6 separate regions of the Mus musculus genome follow, and all the other regions are linked to region 1. Evidence: chromatin contacts called from public HiChIP or PLAC-seq and Micro-C data. All regions are on one chromosome and are shown on one strand. The core of a region is the stretch at or near the end of the contact, and the rest is flanking DNA. Distances in the headings are between cores, read along the strand shown.

Region 1 (3,324 bases), core at 168-2,667:
CTCTCTCTCTCTCTCTCTCTCTCTCTCTCTCTCTCTCTCTCTCTCTCTCTCTCTGCAGGACCTCACTCTGTATCTTAGGCTAAGCTGGAACTAACTCTATAGCCCAGGTTTGCCAAGCCCTGACAGCAATCCTCCGCCTTAGCTTCCTGGGGGTTGGGATTACAGATGTGAAGCACTAGATAGAAAATTACTAGATTTACAAAGGCCATTATAGAAGTTCCCATATACCACTCCAGACTCCTCTATTAACAGCTTACTTTAATAGGACTGATATGTTATAATAAATCAATCAGTACAAAATACTGTTATTAACTAAAATTCATGCTATACTCAAATTATTTTGTTTTTGTCTGATACTCTCTTTTTAGGGATCCCATTCAGATGAAAAGTTACATTTAATTATGTTATGTAACTGTCCACATTATGCTTAGTTCATGTTTTCTTATGGCATTCACCTTTATCTTATTGGATCTCAAATCTGGTTGACAATTGGAAATGCTTCAGATGGCAAATTTAAGGAAGCCCCACTCAAGCACATCCAGAAGTGCTGCTTTAAGGAGAAAGGATGATCTTTTAAATACTCCTTCTGCAGATTTGTGATTTTGTTGAGGCAGCCCTCTGGAATGTTGTGTGACCTTTTCCAAAGCTGCACCGCTAAGTGGGCAGTCATTTCATATCTGTAATATGTGGAGTTTGGCTTATATGATATCTAAACTCATTTCTAGCATGTAGACGATGGTTATCGTCTGATGTTATGGGCACCTAAAACAACGGCCACTCAACAGAAGATCACGCCAACAGACACTAGGGAATTTGATGGCTTAACGTAAGGAGGTAGCAGAGGTTCAAATAAAACCTTGACTCCATGACATGACTACGTGGATTTTGCAAGTCATTTCCTTCTGTTGGACTCCAATTTCCTCACCCACAAAATGGAGAGGACTTGTTTCTGGTAGTTATGAAACTCCACGGAGTAACGGTGGGAAATCTTATATACACGAAGATGCCGAGCAAGGAATTACGTTTTAGAAGGCTAGGGTAAACGGGTGAAGGGCTAAAGTGAGGAAGGAGAAGCGACGTTAAGGGTTTAGCACCTACAATACACCTTTGAGCGACCCAACCCCACCCACGCATTGCTGCGGTCATTCCACCTTGGTTCCGGCTCCGCCTCCGTCCCACCTTCTTTTCCCTCCTCCTTCCTCCAATCGCCTTGCGTCGCGCCACACTTCCTATGGCTGCCAGAACCCCACACCTTCCTCCGCGCGAGAGTCGCGCGCGCGCTCTCGCGTCGCCACCTCAGTTAGCAGCTGCCTGCCCTCCGCTTTTTCTGATTGGCTCGATTTGTCACTGACGTAAGCGCCCCCTTTTTTTTCTCCCCCCCTTGCTTACCCGGAACTCGGTCCCGCCTCCTCCCGGCTTCTCCAGACGCCAGTCGAAACCTGATCGGCCCCTTTCTCCACCGCACGGGAGGAGCCGGGATTGCTGGCGAAACCAGGAAAGCACTGGCGGCGACGCGCACGCACGCACTCACGCACGCACGTCCGAGGCCGGCAGGGCGGCAGGCTCGCGCCCGGACTCGCCCCGCATCCGCGCCAGAGGCTCGCGCACTCAGCGGGTTGTGCTGCGGTGGTGGCGGCGGCGGCTGCTGTGAGAGCCCGAGCACTGCGCGTGCCGAGACCCAGACGCGTCTGCGGCGCTCGCCTCGCCACCCTCCTCTCTCACCTCAGTCTCCGCGCCGCGTTCTGAGGGAAGGAACGGCGCTAGGCTAGCGAAGCCCGAGCGCACCGCTGGCTGCCTCCGACACCGCCCTGCGTCCCTTCGCGGCCGCGGGCCCGGCTCGGTGCTAGGCGACTCTGCGGGGAGGCGGCGGCGGCGGCTGCCGGTCGGTGGAGGCACTCTCCCTTCAGCCTCGCCCCTCTGCCCGGCCCTGCAGGGGCCGAGAGGACTCGGAGGCTGCCCCTTCAGCTCGGCCCTCTTCGTTAGCGGGTTGGAGCTGCAGCGGTCTGGAAGAGGTCTCTGGGCTGAGGCGGCGGCGGCGGCTCCTCCGGCTCCATCATGTCCGCGGGCGGAGACTTCGGGAATCCGCTGAGGAAATTCAAGCTGGTGTTCCTGGGAGAGCAGAGCGGTGAGTGCGCGACTCCCCCGCTCCTGGCAGCCGGCCGCGGCTTCCCCGCACCGCCCCCAGTGCAGCCCTTCTGGCCGCTGAGGCTCCCCGCCGGCCTCGCTCTTCCTAAAACCCCCACCCCAGCCTTTTCCCCGGGTCCCCCGACTCCTCTTGTCCCTGTCCCTGGCTCCTCCTCGCTAGGATCTATCAGGCTTGTAGCTTAGATCTCTGATCCTCGCCCGGACTCCGCCGCCTGCAGCCGGGCCCTCTCGGGCCGCTCTGTCCTCCTCAGTCCTCACCCCGCCCAGCCTCCTGTCCATCCCTTTCTTCCTTTGCTCTGCGTGGTCTCCACCACCCGGGCCGGCTTTATGGGGCCCCACCCTTATTCCTTGCTCTTTTTCCGGTTCCCATTGGAAGTGAGGTCCCACTCCGAGAAGCCCCCAACTCTGGAGAATGGGCCCCCTCTTCAACCTTGGATGAAGGAGGGTGGGATCTGGGCGTTGTTTTCCCCTGAGGCTTGGCTCGGAGTTGTACTAGTCTCTCGGAAGGTGAGAGAAGAGGTGGTCATGGAGAAAAACAATTCTTGCTCAGTTTACACCTAAATGAAGAATTAGTTAGGGTTAGTGAGCTAATATATTTTAACTGAAGGAGACTTGAAAAGAGGTGGCGTTGCCAGTGATGATTTTGGTCCCTTGGGTTGGGACTGGTTGGAAATCCTTATTTTTCTATTAATTTTCGTCATTGACAATTCTTTTGGCTATATTGATGCCTTTTCAGTCTCTGCCAGATGCTATGTCATGATCAGTTTACTTTGAATTTTTCTCATCTCACTTCCCTCTTTTCTCGTTTCAATATGAAATATTTAAGTATCTTCATGATGATACAAGCAAGGATTAACGGGTGAAATGTTAATTATTAATTTCTTCTTGAGAATTTTCCAGTTACATATTTAAGATGTATGTGAGAGGCTTAGAATAATGCATCTTTGTTTTGTAGGATTGCCTTTGGGTAATAGGGTAATAGATCCACCATCTAGCTCTCTAAATTAGATTAGAATACTATTTGAGTTAACTGATTTTTTTTTATGTATACCTAATATTTCATAGGGTCTTGTGAATGAAATTGTAATGTCATTTGTCTGGTCAAGGTTCTGCAGTCACTGTGCTTCCTAGTGGATACAAGGTTCTAATTTTGTAATGGTTGCCACGAAGATTACTTCT
Region 2 (2,975 bases), core at 139-2,638, 450 kb before region 1:
TTGGCATTGAGCCTCACTCTGGTTGGTATTCTGTTCTTCCTCTTTCTGCTTCCTGGCCCACCCACACTCAGTGTTACTGGAGCTATTAACAGTCAAAGTCCATCCCAGCACGTAGGAGGCAGAGGCAGGAGGATCTTCTGTGATGGAGGAGGGAGGGGAGAACCTGCATGGCAGAGGTGGAGGGGTTCAGAGAGTGAGAAAGTCCACAGTGCAACGATGTAGGCTCAGGCTTTAGGCCGATATCTGAAAAGGAAATAAAGAAAAGGGGAAAAAATTAGTGGTCAGTGCAGATCTGAGATTATGTCCCAGGTTAGAATACCACACCAGAGACACACAGTGTGGTTAGAAACAGGGGCTGGTTATTAAAAAAAGAAAAACACTCCCAAGAATGGGCGTGAGCTAGTGGGCTAAGTAAAAGCCTTGGGGACTGAGGGCTCAGGACCCTTTATAAGACTTTGATAAGACATCTACCTCTCCAAATTGTAGTTCTGGGGACTTTTCTGGCACATTCTCTGTTGTATAAAGCTCAGGTCAGGAAGGGTTTCTGGGCCAATTAATCACAATTAATCTTGATATTCTGGCTTCCCGTCCCCTGTCCTTCCCTCGGCTTCTGGGACTGGGTTGTATGATGACTCAAGCTGGAGCTCCCTTCAGAGATCAGGGCTTCATAATGGAAGCAACTCCTACAAAGGTAACGGTGCCTTCCCAGGAGTAGCTTGTTTTTGTGACCCATCTATGTAGGATGTCCCATTTGCTTTAATCTAGAATAATTCTAATGGGTCAGGCCAGACTCGGAGCATTCCTGGGGGATAGCTAAGGAAAGAATCTAATGCAACTATTTCTCTGCTCAACTACAGCTTCTGCCTAATCCTGTTTCTTTCAAGTCTTATATATCTTGAAGTACCTGCTACGTCCCACACCGATCCACAATAAACCTCTTTGCACACTAGTCTCCCTTTCAGTTTTCGAGGAACTCAACATATTACTGAATTCTGTTTTTCTTTCCATCATTGAGGAAAATACGTAATAAATAAATTAATTAAATTAAAAAAAAGAATTTACATGGTGAAACAGAAAGACAATTTCTGAATATTGTCAAAAAAAAAAACTTTAATATTAGCTTGTCAGCTGTGAACACCTAAGCTTCCAGGGTTGGATCTTCGTTTCTCAAATACTCTACACTGCACGGTCCAAGTTCCTGCAGAACACAGAACATACTAAAAAATGATTATTGGAATGAATGGGTGGTTAAGACCAATCCTGCCTGGACTTCGGGTCACACAGGTAGGCGGGAACTGAAGCTCCACTCGGGCTGAAGCTCAGGGGCGTGGCCCAGAGTCCCCGCCCCGAGACCCGCCAGAAGGCGTGGCCCACGCACGCCGCCTCCCGCGCGATGTCGCTGCCTGTGGTCCGGCTCGTTTGGCTTGGTCGGGTGCACTACTCGGAGCTGCTGGCGTTGCAGGAGCATTGGCTACGGCGGCTACAGGCAGACCCTCGCCCTGGGACCCTGTCGGGGACCAAAGCGGGTGTGCTCTTGGTCTGCGAGCCAGCGGGGCCCGTATACACGGGCGGGCTACGCGGTGGCCTGACACCCGAGGAGACTACGCGGCTGAGGGCCTTGGGCGCCGAGGTGCGCGCCACCGGCCGCGGCGGCCTGGCCACTTTCCACGGCCCGGGCCAGTTGCTCTGCCACCCGGTGCTTGACTTGCGGCTCCTAGGCCTGCGCCTGCGCACCCACGTGGCGGCGCTGGAGGCGTGCGCCGTGCGACTGTGCGAACTTCGGGGCCTGCAGGGCGCCCGCGCGCGGCCGCCGCCCTACACTGGCGTCTGGCTGGGGGAGCGCAAGATCTGCGCGATCGGTGAGCGCGCCGGGGCGGGACCGGGGCGGAGCCTGGGCAGGGCTAACATCGGGGAGCGCTGGGCTGGACATGAACTCTGGGCATGAGCCACTGACCTCCCTCATGGAGCTGAGACAAAAGAGTCCTCTAGTTCAGTATGAATTGCCAGGTTTCTTCCTGTGACTCATAACGGGAGACAGGATGCCAAAATTTAAAACTTCCAATGCAAACGCAATTCTTGTGTTAAACGAATCTCGAAAATAAGGGCAGCTGATGTGTAACCACAGCCCCCACCGCCATTGACTTAGCCCCCAGATCCAGTCAGTGTTCCATCCAAGTTTCAAGGGATTGTGCCCAGGCCTCCTTACCTTTCAGCCCCAGAGGGATCCTGAGGCTCCCAAAGAAGGGAAGTATAACTATGCTAAGATATTTTGGCTTGTCTTGCAGGAGTCCGCTGTGGAAGACACATCACGTCCCACGGCTTGGCTCTGAACTGTTCAACCGACCTCACATGGTTTGAGCACATTGTGCCTTGTGGACTGGTTGGAACTGGAGTCACTTCCCTGAGTGAGGCGCTTCAAAGACTTGTCACTGTGGATGAAGTAATGCCATCATTCCTTGTGGCATTCAAGGAGACTTTCAAGTGCACGTTAATCTCTGAGGACAGCCCCAGCTGAAGGACATTCATTCACCTTATCCTTGGGATGATGGTTCTACAATAGAAAGCTTCTAGTCTGACTGAGTCCCCAGAACTACTCTGATTCACTGACCATGACAGGCCCTGAGCAATTGCTAGTCTGACTGAGTCCCCAGAACTACTCTGATTCACTGACCATGACAGGCCCTGAGCAATTGCTCCCTGTATCTCCTCACCTACCTCAGACGACATTATGAAAATACTATGAAAAGTCACAGGCTACCTAAAGCATCCCCATGACCATTAACACCTGTTAATGGAGACACTCCAGTGTTATTATCAACTGCCATTTCCTAATTACTTGCTACTTTTTCAGTGCTAACAGCAATTGTATCAGTTGTATCTAACAGCAGTTTTGACTCTTAGGTTTTTTGAGTTCTGTGGGAACCAAATCTCTGTGAGGCCCAGGGAAGTGATAAAGTTACTCTTCTCAGGAGACC
Region 3 (3,316 bases), core at 65-2,564, 380 kb before region 1:
AATTATTTTATGCTAGTAGTTTGGATTTTATTAGAACAAATGATGTCTTTAAAAAATAAAAGGAATACTTTGGATTTATTATGTCTTTTATCTTTGAGCCTCAAAACACTCTAAAACTATTTCTTCAATTACTGTACTGTCATGCTATAAATATTATATAATCCTTACAAGAGCAAAAGGCTGATGAGGAAGAGTTTTAATATACTTGGTCAAGTCACACCAAGAAGGTATTTGGCACAGTGTGGTGGTGCACACCTGGAATTCCAGCACTCAAGAGTTCAATTTCAGCCTGGCGTATATTATGTTCAAGGCTAGCCAAAGCCATAGAGGAGACCCTGTCTCAAAAACAGAGAAAGCAGAGTGGTCCATATACAAGACTTCAGTATTTCTCTGGCCTCAAGTAATGAGACCTGAAAGGCGCACATTTATAGAAGAAAGAAAGTGAAGGTGTTCATTTCTTTTTTCCTCTGTATTCCTACTTGTTCATGAATTTTATGATGTTTGTACATTCTTAAAATAGGGTTAAATGCTGACCCATCATCTGACAACCTTCTTATCTATTTTCCAGACATTATATTCTCTCTACCTCTATTCCGCGGCTACAACTGAACAAAAACAACTGCCAGCTGAGGTAACATAACAGACTGAAACCCGCATTCATTTCTCAGGAACGCTACTGCTCAGAAAATTCGGTTTGCCTTTCAGTTCCTTCTGTGTAAAGTGGGAAAGGAATATACATACAACCTACCACACAGGATGAATGAAATGACAAAAAACGACTCGTAAACTTTCAAGTACAAATAGATACCGTTGTTCCTTACGTCATTCCTTTTTTACCTTAAAGCAGGAGACCACCACTGCACAACATAAGTAAGAAGCGTCAGGGAACAGGTGGTGCTTTTTCTCTCCGAGGGAAGGGAAAGGCAACGGGTGTACAGAACTCGGGGAACCGGGGAAAACTACAACTCCCGTGAGGCGTCACGCGCGCCACTTTGGGCTCCCAAGCGAGACCAAGCCCTGAGGCGAAGAGGGTGGGGCCTGCGCGCGCCGGGGACTCTCCTAGTGAGTGCAGAGGCGGGCTGCTTGAGACGACGGGGACACCAGGTGGAGGCGCACGTGCGAGTGCGGGGCGGGTGATAAGGGAAAGACAGCTGAGGAACGGCATTAAAAAAACAAAGCCAGCTGTGCACTGTCGCCTCAGCGGACAGCAAACGCTGCAGCGGAGGTGCGGGGCGCGCGCTCCCGGGCTCGCGCCTCATGCCTCGGGCACTCGGACGGGCCGGGGCGGGCGGGGGCGGCGCGGGCGGCGCGGGGGCGGGGCCTAAGGCGGCGCGGGCGAAGGCGGCGACCCAGACATCTGGGACTGTTGTTGTTCTCTCGCCTCACGCCCGCCTCAGTCAGTTCGAGCTGAGATCCGGAGCTAGTCTGCTGGGAGGCGGCTGTCCTGTCTCCGCCCTCTCTCCGGGTTCGCTGGAGCTGCGGCAGGAGCTGGCGCGGACTGAACAGCTCGCGGTTGGTCTCCGATGCCCTTCGTCAAGGAGGGGGTTTCTGGACCCTGGTGAGCGCACCTAGAGCCCCCCTGACTCAGTGTCTTCGCCCGCCCCTCGGGCCCGCAAACCCGTGTGTCTACCATGGCTGAGAACGCAGATGATGACCTGAACTCTAACCTGCTCCACGCCCCCTACCTCACTGGGGACCCCCAGCTAGACACGGCCATCGGGCAGTGGCTGCGTTGGGACAAGGTGGGTACCTGGTCACCCCGGCATCTGTCCCCTCTTTCTGCTCACCCTCGCACAGTCCACCCTTTCCGGTACCCACCCAGGGCTCTGGAGGCTCCAGGGGAGATGGCTCCAGCCAGCGCAGGGCTAGTGGAGTTGGGCGATGCCTCTCACCTATGCAGGGGCTGCTTTCCCCGGCGGGCTGGGCTGGGCAGGGACGACTGCAGTCTCTTTCTTTTGTGGTAGGCTACACCGCAGTCCCGCTTCCTCCCTTGCTGCCCCTTCCCTTCCAGTGAGTATCATCTCTCATGGTCAAAATACTTCGTCCTCATTCTCATCGTTGTAAGTTATCCTCTGTGTACTATGCATCCATCACCTTTCCTCTTTCTCCTTTGACTTCCTTCTCTGCAGAACCAGAAAGTGGCTTCTGGTTCTTGAACGTTACTAACCACTCACTATGTTGCTCTGCTGTGTTTCCACCCTCTGTCACTAGGTAATCGCTGGCTAGGTATTCGCTAGTCTATTTCACTCTTATTTTCTGGTATCACCTTTTGCTATTAAATGTGACAAGGGTTCTCCTCTTATTTCATTCCTCTGCCGGCAGTTATTTATTGGAAGTATCCTGTTCAAAAAATTGTCATGGACATCTAGAATAGTCTAGTTGTACTGATAGAATTTGCACCATTCTCAAATCTTAAAAGGCAGATTCTGATCAGATATTTAGGAATTGCTTAGGAATTTCAGAATTGCTGATGCCATCGTTTCTTCTCTCTCCCTCCCCTTGTGCAGGTATATAGGGTGGGTTGGTGAAAGCTAGAATTAAAATGCATCCTTTTCACTTGTAAACGAGGCTCTTGGAGGCTTTTTCAGAGGGTGGGATGATAATCCCAGTGTTTGTTTTCTCAAGTGCATATGATACAGCTGCTAAAACAAAAAAGGCAGCACATTTAAAACTGAATTAAGGGGTTTGTATGGAGGTATGTGAGATTTTGTTATACAAAAGAACTACTTAATTAGCTTTCTGAAAAAGTTTATTTTCATTTTTTTCCAGGTATCTATGCATTTAAGAAGGGAAACAAAACAAAACAAACAAACAAAAAAACCCAACTAAATACTGAGTGTTCTAGGCCAGACAGGAAATGCTGGTGGTGAGAAAGATAGAAAGAGTTCTTGCCGTCAGCAAGCCTTTAGTTCGTAGATAAGGAAGTCCAACAAATAAGCAATTACAATAAAGTATTTGGTGTTACTGGGTCATATATTTCTCAGATGTTCTAATCCTTCTTCTAGAGTCTGAACCAATGTTTCTCAGACCCGAAAGTGCTAACAGATCATCTGGGAATCTTGAGGCATTTGTTGACCAGACAACTAGGGTGGGGCCTGACAGCCTTAGTGAGCTTCCAGGTGATTGATACCAGTTCTGCTGATTTGTGCACCACACTAAAAATAATGACACTCTTTTCTCTTTCAGTATCAGTTTTGTCCGTGTTTTTCCTAATAAATATCCCAGTTGAGTGAATTAATACTTTATTGTCTACTGCCAATATATACTGAAATATTTAAGAACTGTAAAATGCATATAAAAATAATGCTCCAACAGT
Region 4 (2,859 bases), core at 94-2,593, 430 kb before region 1:
ACAGAGAAACCCTGTCTCAAAAATCACATAAACAAACAAAGAAAAAAAGAAAAGAGAAACGAGATTCCCAGTCTCCCAATGGTGCTTAAGACTGGCCTTGAGGGCACCTGGCATGTAAGCGGTGCACAGACATCTACAGAGGCAAAACTCTGAATGCTGATTTCTGGGCCCCACTCTGGGTCTTTTGAATCCAAACCTCCCAGGAGGAGCCCACCGCCCTCGGTGTGCAGACTGGAGCAGCGCATACTGGGGTAATCGGGATGACGGCTCTCAGAGGTGGTGTCCAGCTTAGGGAGGAACGGCTGGATAGAAACCTGCCACACAGAAACAACACAACAAGGATGTGTTCTGAAGGAGATTAGCAATTATGCACAAAAAGCCCACCACGTGGCAATCTTGTTTTTCCCTAAGCACGTATTAGGTAATCATATCCTAATATTCTGTGATGGAAATTACTCACCTTGGAAATACTGCAGTAGATCTTTGCGAGAATTGTGAGGGAGCTCATCTGAGTGTGTTCGTTGTGTGACCTCCGCTAGTGAAGAGAGCTTGGATAAGTGGTTGCTACAGAGTCCCTGAGAGGCAGATCCCTATTTCTGTCATCAACAGGAAAATGACACTTATCAGCGTCTCTTCTATATCAACAGAAACAATTTTTAATATCATCAGAAACAATTTGGATGTGGACCCAGTGGCTGGAAAACAAGTGTTCTGGGACAGACACCAGTTAAGAAGTGAGTGGATACAAGTTGAGACCGGGCATGTGACACAGACTACTGAGGGGGGAGATGCCTGCTAGAGTACGTGGATTCTGAGACCAAGCTCTGACCGAGCTCTGCGCTGACTTGCTTGCTGAGTGTAGAATCACCTCCCCAATTTGGGCGTCTGCAAACTGAAAACAGGGTATGTCTTAGAATCAGATGTTTTCTTTGGCTATTCCGGTTTTAGTATTTTGGATTCTGAAAACACTTCTAATCTTACCGTAACCCTGTGAAGAGCGAGTGCAGGAATGGTGGTACCCATAGACAGGAAACCAAGGCCCCAGAGAGGAGCTGCCCAGTGCCACACAGCTACACAGGTACCAAGCCCGACTCCACCAAAACCTAGCGCTTGGTCTGGGTGTTTGGAAATCAGCTTTTCGCTAGGTTGGCTGAGACTTAAAGGAGACACAGACGAGAAAAATTCTGTCTGGGATCCAGGAAGCAGGTGGTTCCCCGCAACCGCACCCGGTTAAGGCTAAGGAGCTGGGCGGAGGCGCCCCAAGACAGCCAACGCTGAAGCTGGAGTGCTAAGGCAGGGCGGGGCCAGAGGAGGGACACCCTGGGAAGGAAAAGGGAGCCAGAGCCAGTAGGCGTGCAGAGATCTGAGAGCACTGAGCGCATCTGGGCATTATTGCAGTGTTCACCGGAGACAGATCGTAGAGGCGGGTAAGGCGCTACAGGGTTGGAAAAGCTATCCATAGTCCGGGCAAGACGTGCAGGGTTTCGGTGTTTTCCTTCAGAGGGGGGACCCGACGTGGGGTGCTGCTAAAACACAGAGTGGATCTTCCTTAGTGAGAAAAGCAGGTATTCCCAGGAACTATAGGGATTAGAGAGTTTCGCTGCGCATGGAAAGTCGTGTGTGGTCCGAAGGCGCTCTCCCAGGCTTTCCTCCAGGCAGCAAAGGCTCCTCCTCTCCTACCGATAAGAGGACACTCACAGGTCTGCAGCGGGACACTCACGGAAATAACATTCCAGGAGTCAGTCTTGCTCTACCAAAGCTGCGGGCTCTGCAGAACTGCCCTACCCATTCTACTCCACTGTGACCAGCCCTCGGCGATCAGATCCTCCGAAATCCCGGGACGGGCTGAAGCATCTTCCGCTGTTAGTAGCAATTCTAGGTTGAAAGTCAGGAGTCTTGGGTTCTAGTTTTCAGGTAGTGTAAATTGATGCAGGTCAACCATGGCTTTGTGCCTTATGCTTTCTTAGGTCACCTCCTGTAAAATGGGTCTCCTGCTCCAGTTGCCCCCATGTAATCCAATTAGGGCAAAGGGGAATGTTTGGGAGGTGTCTCAGCCAGTGTGTTAGAGCCCCGGGAAGCAAAGTCCTAATCTCTGCCTCCTTCTCTTTATTAATTTGCATGGGAGGAAACTGAGGACCCAGGATAATCTTATCACCAGGGACCATATTGAATTAGAACCAGTGTTTCCTCACTCCTAGCCCAGGACTCTTATTTCACGTACAGATATCGAATAAACTCATTCTCTCTGGCTCCAGCCACTCTGTAAATTGCAAATGGAGGGGTGCGATAACTGGAGGCATTAAAAACTGCCTTTAAAGTCTGTTGACTCCCGGAAGATGAAAACCGACTAGCAACTTTCTTCAGTTCAAATTCCTCAGGGCATGTTTTCTATCTGTAACGCAGGGGAGCTTGAAGTACCTTCTAAGAGGGAGGCAGGCAAGACCAAGAACCTCCATCCTATGCTTGGCTACACAGACTGGCCAAGTAGGGGCAGGGAAGGCACTTGTAAATGGCAAGGACCTGCAGGATTCATCAGAAAGGGTGGGACACAAAGGAGGTGGGCGACCCTTGGTGGCTGTGGGCTGTGAGAGGGCACAGCAGAAGGTAGGCACTTGGGATGACTGCTCTCAGAGGTGAGCTGAGCCATGGATGGCTATGGGAACAATGTGAGCAGGGTTCCCAGTAACTTTCTCATGCCTGCTCCGCCTATTGTCTCCCCCAGTTCTCACGAGGTGAGCTGGGCACTGGTAATTACCTCCGTCTTACAGATATGGTTCAGAGGAAAAGCATTCAAGGTCACATAGGCAGAACTAGGATCATGAAAGGTACTCTTGAAAGGCGAGATCACAGGCTGAGACT
Region 5 (3,097 bases), core at 402-2,901, 320 kb before region 1:
CATTAGGCATTTGAGGTTGGTTTAACATACAATAATTTATGTAACACCCTATATGGACGTGGATGGGGAAAACTCAGCTCAGGCCTTCAGTAAGAGCAGTGTGTATGCACTCTTAGCTGCTGGCCTTCTCACCCGCCCAAGTTTCCTATTGCTTAGACAAGTTATCACAAACTCTGGGGCTTATAATAACCCAGATTTTTTTATCCTACTGCCTCAGAATTCAGAAGTCTGAACCGATGTATTAGACTTTTTCAGCACTGTGACCAGATATCTGACAGACACACTGTAACAGAGAAAAGATTTCTTTGACTCCTGGAGCCCATCATGAAAAGGAAGGTGTGTTGGCAGGTCTTGCCCCGTCTGGTGGCTAGCATATGTGGCCGGTGCTCACATCCAGCAGACAGAAACCTGATGGCTCTGGCCAGCAGTGAAGCCTTAGTGAACCTAGTGGAGTATGTAAGCCCTACTTCCCCAAAGCTCCATAGCTTGGTTTTTACCAAGTATTCAAGAGGATGAAACTGTGAGGTTCATTTCAAATTCAAACCGTAACGAATAGGTGTCACGAGATAAAATCAAGGTATTGGCAGATCTGTTCTTCCTGCAGACTAGGAAAGATCTGTCCCCCAGCCTTCTCAACCTTCTAGAAGCTACCTACAACCTGTTACTCACAGACCGTTTATCCATTTTCAAAGTCGCAACACAGCATCATCAAGTCTCTGATTTGGCTGTTATTGTCCTGTATCTTTCTTTGCCGTTTGTTTGTTTGTTTTTCGAGACAGGGTTTCTCTGCCTCCCAAGTGCTGGGATTAAAGGCGTGGGCCACCACCGCCCGGCTTTTTCTTTGCCTTTTTAAAAGGACCTTGGCAACTGCGTTGAGCTCACCAGGATAATCCAGGATGGCCTAAAGTCAAGATACTGTTAGAACTACACACATTGACTCTGTGAAGCTCTCTCCCCATCAAAGCATGCCAGGGGAAGCCCCTCTTTGGGGATGAGGTCCTCACCCATTGCACACAGCCTGTGGTTGCCCATTTTGTGTTTTTATGGTGGTTTACATTTCCATTTCCCTTTATGAGCAGCGGGCTGCATCTGCACCTACTATAGCACAGATGTTACTGAACACTTAAATGAATGAGTAAATGAATAAACATTGCTGGGCAAAAGGGATAGCGGGGTGAAAGAAACAAGCAGCCTAGTAGAATATAATGATGGTATTTTTGTGTGACTCTGTAGTGACTCGATCCTAGAGTTTCAGCTTCTGTAAGTCCTAGCCATCTTTCAAGATCACCTGAGGTCCTGTCCTCTGTGAAGACTTTACCCCTCTGCCCCAGCCACCTGCACTTCTGTCACCATGCTGTGTCACCCTTTGGAGTTCCCCTCATAATCCAGAGGTTTTTGTGTCCTCCCCTGTCCCACAGGAGGAATTTGGATGATGGCTCAGCACGGCTGTAACTAGAGAAATCACTGCTCACCCGCGCTCGCCTCAGTTCCCCCAAATGTGACAGGCACGGTGGAATCAGTGTGGAGTTAGCGGCGGGCCAGGCACTAAGGAATTCAGTGCTGAGGGGACGGAGGCGGCCAAGGGCGGGCGACGGAAGGCTGCGGGCGGGCGGGCGGGCCGGGGCGGCGCCGGGCGAGAGCGCGGAGGGACGCGCGACCCTGCGATGGGCCCAGGGGCGCGGCTGGCTCTGCTGGCGCTGCTGGCGCTCGGGGGAGACCCCGCGGCGGCCACGGGGCGGGAGGACACGTTCTCCGCGCTGACCAGCGTGGCGCGCGCCCTGGCGCCCGAGCGCAGGCTGCTGGGGACACTGAGGCGCTACCTGCGCGGCGAGGAGGCGCGGCTGCGCGACTTGACCAGGTGAGGGCGTCTCCAGGGAGCCGGGATGCTCAGCGACTGAGGGTGAGGAGTAACTGAGGCCCAAAGTGACTTCCAGACCCAACTGTCATGTGGTGGGGACCCTGAGACACTTTGAAGGGGAATGAGGAGTTCTGTGTCACTCTCTCTCTCTCTCTCTCTCTCTCTCTCTCTCTCCCTCTCTCTCACTCTCTGTGTCTGTCTGTCTGTCTGTCTGTGTCTGTCTCTTTGTCTCTGTGCCTGTCTCTCTGCCTCTTTGTGTGTGTGTCTCTGTCTCTCTGTTCCGGTCTCTGTCTCTCTCTGTGTCTATGTGTCTGTATGTATGTGTGTTTGTCCGTGTCTCTGTCTCTTTCTGTTTCTCTGTCTCTCCCTGTCTCTCTGTCTCTCACTCTCTGTCTCTGTCACACACAAACACACACCCCGGGGTGTGACACCACCCCCCATCCACCTTCACATGTCCAAGTTGATACACTGTGAAAAAGTGTAGGTAGCATGGAGATTCTAGAGTCCAGTTGGATCTCACAAATACTGTGTCAAGCAGCAAATGACCTTGGACTTCTTGTCAAGTTACTGCTGACACAGTAGAATGCTGTGGTGACCATTATAGCTCTTATTTCTTTTTCCATGGGTAAAAGTTCTCTGAATGTAAGTAGTAGCTGAGAGGTTGTATGTATGTGAAAATGTCTGACTCCAAAGAAAACACTGTGAAAAACTACTTCACACGGGGTAATACTGGGAGTAGTGTGCACAAACACACAGCCAACATTATTTTTTATGCAGTCAGCAAAGTAGAGTTAGATCCTGGAAGGTAAACTGTTGTAAAGTGTGGGACTTAGAGCACTAATCAGTGTCCAAGATGAAAAAGGAATGCTTGCATATGATACCAACATGTCTTGTGCCTTCTTTGCTTTGGACACTGAGAAGCCCACGGACTATAAGGCACAGTTGTTTCCACATAAATCCAATTGATCTTACAAACTTGTCTAGACAGAGCAGAAGCACATCATTTGATTTCCAGTAACTTTAAATTTCAAATCCATTCCCATGCCAACCCGCCCTGCTCCACTCCCACAAATGTTTATAAGAAATGGTCATGAAGGACAGCCAGTTTCGTAAGGGTTGGCTTAATCCTGCAGTCTGCTCTTCAAATGCCATTGGTGGCAACTGATGGCTTGTAGTTAGACACGCATTTGTTTGAGTTGCAGTATCAAATTGGTTTGTTAAAAAAAAAAAACCTGCAGA
Region 6 (3,272 bases), core at 763-3,262, 400 kb after region 1:
AACCACCTTCTCTAGAGAGTAAGGAGGGTCTTGCAGCCATGTTCTTCCCATTAGGCTCTTCTGATGGCTTAGGGACCCAAAGGCATCTCAGGAGGAAACTATAGGTTAAAGGGTGCACAGACAGGCTCAGGGAAGGCAGTTAGGAGAGAGAAGAGATGCATCAGAGGGCACTTCTTAGTTAGCAGGTCAGCAAGATCTTCCTGGTCCTGTGAGCAGACCTGGGGATAATGGTGGTCATCCCATAAACAGCTGGGCAATTAGGCCACAAGAAAGACCCAAAGAAAGGCTCCTGGGGGCAGCCAGGCATGGTGGTGCTTGCCTTTAATCCTAGAGTTCCAGAGTTAGGCTATGGACAGGTCTCCGCGAGTTGGGGGTCAGCCTGGTCCATAGACTGACATCCAGGACACAGAGTGAGACACTGGAGAAATCAAACTCCCCTCAGCCTAGAAATAAGTAGCACTGCCTCATCCTGAAACTTTGGCCCTGGGCAGGGAGGCCTCAGCTGGGGCAGGTAAGCGGAGTCCCAGGTTTTATTTATGTAGCTTTGTGACCTTAGAGAAGACATTCTCCAAGCCTCTATTTTCTGATCTACAAAATAAAGGCAATAGTTCCTTTCTCATGGGGCCTTTAGGAGGAAAAGATGAGGGATTCTTATAAACTGTAACAAGTAACAGTTCAACAACATTCCAATAGTAGCATAAGCACTTCTCATTAAGAAGAAAGACTACAGCCAGGAAATTAAAGAACTCCTGGTGTCACCCATGAGGCCTTGGTGACATCCTCACATGCTCATCTGGTGCCTGGGGTAGGTGGGCAAAAGGGATCCCGGAAAGGCCACAACCTCACTCTGCATCTGGGCAGCCATTTCTGAGGATTACCCAGTATGCCAACCTGCCCATGTCCTCAAAACTCTGGAGTATCCAAAGCATGGAAAAGGAGAGGGGCAGACCTCCGCAGCAGGGCTTGTCCCCAGCCCTCATGCAGGACCCACACTGGCAGCAGTGTAGAGTCTGTTCAGAGACTCTCCTTCCTCCCACTCCCACCCACAGATAATTGCCACTTCCCTGCCGCCCCAGCCTGATCTTCAAAAGCCACTATTCCAAACTTGATCCAAAACAAGGCTGCTGACCCAGGGACTCTAGGGATGCCATTCTGAGCACAGCAGTCACCTAGCCCTATAAATCTCCAAACTGGAAAGGCTAGTTCCCAGAAGGATCTACACTTGGGTCTAGCTCCTGGAGATCAGTAACACACACACACACACACACACACACACACACACACACACACACACTGTAGCCCTAGTGAGGTGAACACTGTCTTTCTTCTGCCTGACCCTTCATACAGCACCACCTGCCCGATTAAAAGTTTCCAGACAGATCAAAGTCTTAACTGTCCTTATATGAAATTGCACTAGCAACCCACATTCCCACCCCACCGCACCCCCCACTCCCAACCCCACAACCCCGCCGCTGCTGCCACTGCCTCCGGTTCCTCACTGACACCTCACTGACACCGAGTGAGCTACCCAGACTGACTCTGGGGAGAGTTAAGAGTCCAAGCGCAAGAAGTCTCCAGGATTCCCAGGTCTCTTAGCCCACAGACTTACGCCCCAGGGGTACACACAGACTAAGTTCAGTCACTCACACCCTAAGGGTGTGCGCATTTGCCCACTAACACACAGATTCCCCCAGTATGCTGGTAAACACACCAAGATGACACTCACCGAGATCACGCTCTAGAGGAAACAAAGTTCATCAGCGCACCGGCAGCCGGCTCTCACCGCCCAGTTTTGCGCAGTACAAGGGCTGGGAGCCCGAGCCCTCGGGACAGTCACGTAATGGGCTCTCCCTGTTTGGCGCTGACTCGACCGGCGCTCCCGTCCCCAGGCCTCACTTGGCGACCTCTCTTGGTGTCCGCTCCCCTCTAGGAAGCACCTCTCACCTCCCCGCTGCGCTGGTCCCCTCCAAGGGCTGCCGCCGCTGTTCCTGGTGCCCGAGTCCCATGCCGAGTGGCGCAGGGTCCCACGTGCCTGGAAGCGCCGCGGTCCCCGCCCTACTCCGCCCCGCTCCGCACCCCATAGCCTGGCTGTGAGCAGGAGGGCGGGGCAGACTCTGGGCAGACGCCGGAGCCGCCCCCAACCCTTCTAAACAGATGCTTCCAGTCTGCCACCCGCTTGGGGACGCGGTCGGTCAGTGTCGCCGCCGGTCAGCGTGTCCGCCACGGCTGTTGAGCAAGGAGAGGCGGAAGGCGACCGTCCTGGCTGAGCAGAGGTCACCTGCTTAGCTCACCGATTTTCAGCGACGCCCAAGTTTTACAAGGTTTGCTTTGTGCTGGCCTGGCTCCTGTCACTGCCCACCGATGGACCTTTATACTGACCCTCAGCCTTCCCTCCGCTGCTGCCCCATCCCGCGTCACTTACGGATGGACAGATGGATGTGCTTTCAGACTGCTGGTACCAGCAGAAATCTTTGCCGGCTTCACCACCTCCGTCTGCTTTTGCTCTTCGTTCAGGTCACTAACGGGTCCATGAAGTCCTGGTTTAGTTTGATCTCTCATCTTGAACTGCCTCAATTCTTCTCTCTGGCCTGCTCTGAAGACTTTCTGTAGTCACAAACCCCATTCCTGTCCTAGTTTGAGCTCAAAAAGGCAAGGACCACACCAGCCACCTCACTGCTGTCCTGTGAAGGGGTGGATGAATGAGAGGGTGTCTGCCCCCTCCCATTTCTGACTCAGGCATCTGTTAGTATAAGTTCTAGGCCACCTTTAGCACTGTAAGACACATTTTCTGCGAAATGAAGCCAGTCCTTCCATGATCCTACTTTTCGTGTCCATCCAGGGAGTCTTGGGGTGGCCAAATAAACGGACAAGTTCAGAACAAGCCTTTTCCTATGGTGAGGAGTTTGCTCTCTGCCCAAGGGCTGTAGACTTTGTTAGTTGTGTATCCGCTGACTAAAGTCCCATTCGCAGCCCCTGGAGGGGTCCAGAAAGGGTCCGATCTGCAGCCCTGTCCAGAGTGAGAAGGGTGAATACACAGAGCTGGGTGGCTGAGCCTCTCTGCAGCCTCCTGGGGCCTTTGAGCAGACACAAAGGCTCCTTGTCTAACCTCTGCTGGCTATGGGAGCTGGTGCAGGCAGCTTCCAGAAATCTAGATCTCTCCACAGCCACCCTTGTGGCTTTAGGGTCCTCGTGTGAGGGAAGTCTTTCTGGTTATTGAAATCCCAGCGGATTTCCTTTTCCTGATCTCCCTTCTGAGCCGTCAGGTCTTTTTC

The links. A called contact is a pair of places that touch in the nucleus more often than the background predicts. HiChIP or PLAC-seq counts read pairs in DNA pulled down with a chosen protein or histone mark.
Region 2: a contact with region 1 is called in a Micro-C map of embryonic stem cells, with 5 times the contacts expected there. The contact joins the promoter of Lipt2 here to the promoter of Rab6a in region 1. A contact is called at or near these places in 3 of 484 Hi-C or Micro-C datasets (B cells and embryonic stem cells) and 1 of 115 datasets of contacts at active chromatin or transcription factors (large pre-B cells).
Region 3: a contact with region 1 is called in a Micro-C map of embryonic stem cells, with 5 times the contacts expected there. The contact joins the promoter of Pgm2l1 here to the promoter of Rab6a in region 1. A contact is called at or near these places in 1 of 39 promoter capture datasets (erythroid cells), 6 of 484 Hi-C or Micro-C datasets (embryonic stem cells, muscle stem cells and uterus), 1 of 115 datasets of contacts at active chromatin or transcription factors (extraembryonic endoderm stem cells) and 1 of 9 other capture datasets (pancreatic islet).
Region 4: a contact with region 1 is called in an H3K27ac HiChIP or PLAC-seq map of large pre-B cells, with 4 times the contacts expected there. The contact joins the promoter of Kcne3 here to the promoter of Rab6a in region 1.
Region 5: a contact with region 1 is called in an H3K27ac HiChIP or PLAC-seq map of extraembryonic endoderm stem cells, with 4 times the contacts expected there. The contact joins the promoter of P4ha3 here to the promoter of Rab6a in region 1. A contact is called at or near these places in 1 of 39 promoter capture datasets (neural stem cells), 3 of 115 datasets of contacts at active chromatin or transcription factors (extraembryonic endoderm stem cells, fetal liver and pancreatic cancer cells) and 1 of 9 other capture datasets (adipose tissue).
Region 6: an H3K27ac HiChIP or PLAC-seq map of embryonic stem cells shows a contact between it and region 1, with 6 read pairs. The contact joins the promoter of P2ry2 here to the promoter of Rab6a in region 1. A contact is called at or near these places in 1 of 484 Hi-C or Micro-C datasets (liver) and 2 of 115 datasets of contacts at active chromatin or transcription factors (embryonic stem cells and pancreatic cancer cells).

Annotation. Positions count from the first base shown.
Region 1 is chr7:100,606,169-100,609,492 of GRCm38.p6, forward strand. It overlaps Rab6a (RAB6A, member RAS oncogene family), which reads left to right and starts at 1,418. Exons shown (of 8, transcript NM_024287.4): 1 at 1,418-2,125. The coding sequence starts at 2,056. It also overlaps a transcript of Mrpl48 not described here.
Region 2 is chr7:100,157,889-100,160,863 of GRCm38.p6, forward strand. It overlaps Lipt2 (lipoyl(octanoyl) transferase 2 (putative)), which reads left to right and starts at 1,389. Exons shown (of 2, transcript NM_026010.2): 1 at 1,389-1,859; 2 at 2,286-2,975. The coding sequence starts at 1,394. The coding sequence ends at 2,515. It overlaps Gm51452 (a long non-coding RNA gene), which reads right to left and starts at 2,288. Exons shown (of 2, transcript XR_003946658.1): 1 at 2,207-2,288; 2 at 1-243.
Region 3 is chr7:100,226,293-100,229,608 of GRCm38.p6, forward strand. Pgm2l1 (phosphoglucomutase 2-like 1) reads left to right here and starts at 1,315. Exons shown (of 14, transcript NM_027629.3): 1 at 1,315-1,742. The coding sequence starts at 1,632. It overlaps Gm34877 (a long non-coding RNA gene), which reads right to left and starts at 1,113. Exons shown (of 3, transcript XR_869834.3): 1 at 838-1,113.
Region 4 is chr7:100,177,340-100,180,198 of GRCm38.p6, forward strand. Kcne3 (potassium voltage-gated channel, Isk-related subfamily, gene 3) reads left to right here and starts at 1,344. Exons shown (of 4, transcript NM_001360467.1): 1 at 1,344-1,427. Gm51453 (a long non-coding RNA gene) reads right to left here and starts at 1,352. Exons shown (of 3, transcript XR_003946660.1): 1 at 982-1,352; 2 at 461-892; 3 at 45-314.
Region 5 is chr7:100,283,869-100,286,965 of GRCm38.p6, forward strand. It overlaps P4ha3 (procollagen-proline, 2-oxoglutarate 4-dioxygenase (proline 4-hydroxylase), alpha polypeptide III), which reads left to right and starts at 1,652. Exons shown (of 13, transcript NM_177161.4): 1 at 1,652-1,858. The coding sequence starts at 1,665.
Region 6 is chr7:101,009,986-101,013,257 of GRCm38.p6, forward strand. P2ry2 (purinergic receptor P2Y, G-protein coupled 2) reads right to left here and starts at 2,013. Exons shown (of 3, transcript NM_008773.4): 1 at 1,727-2,013.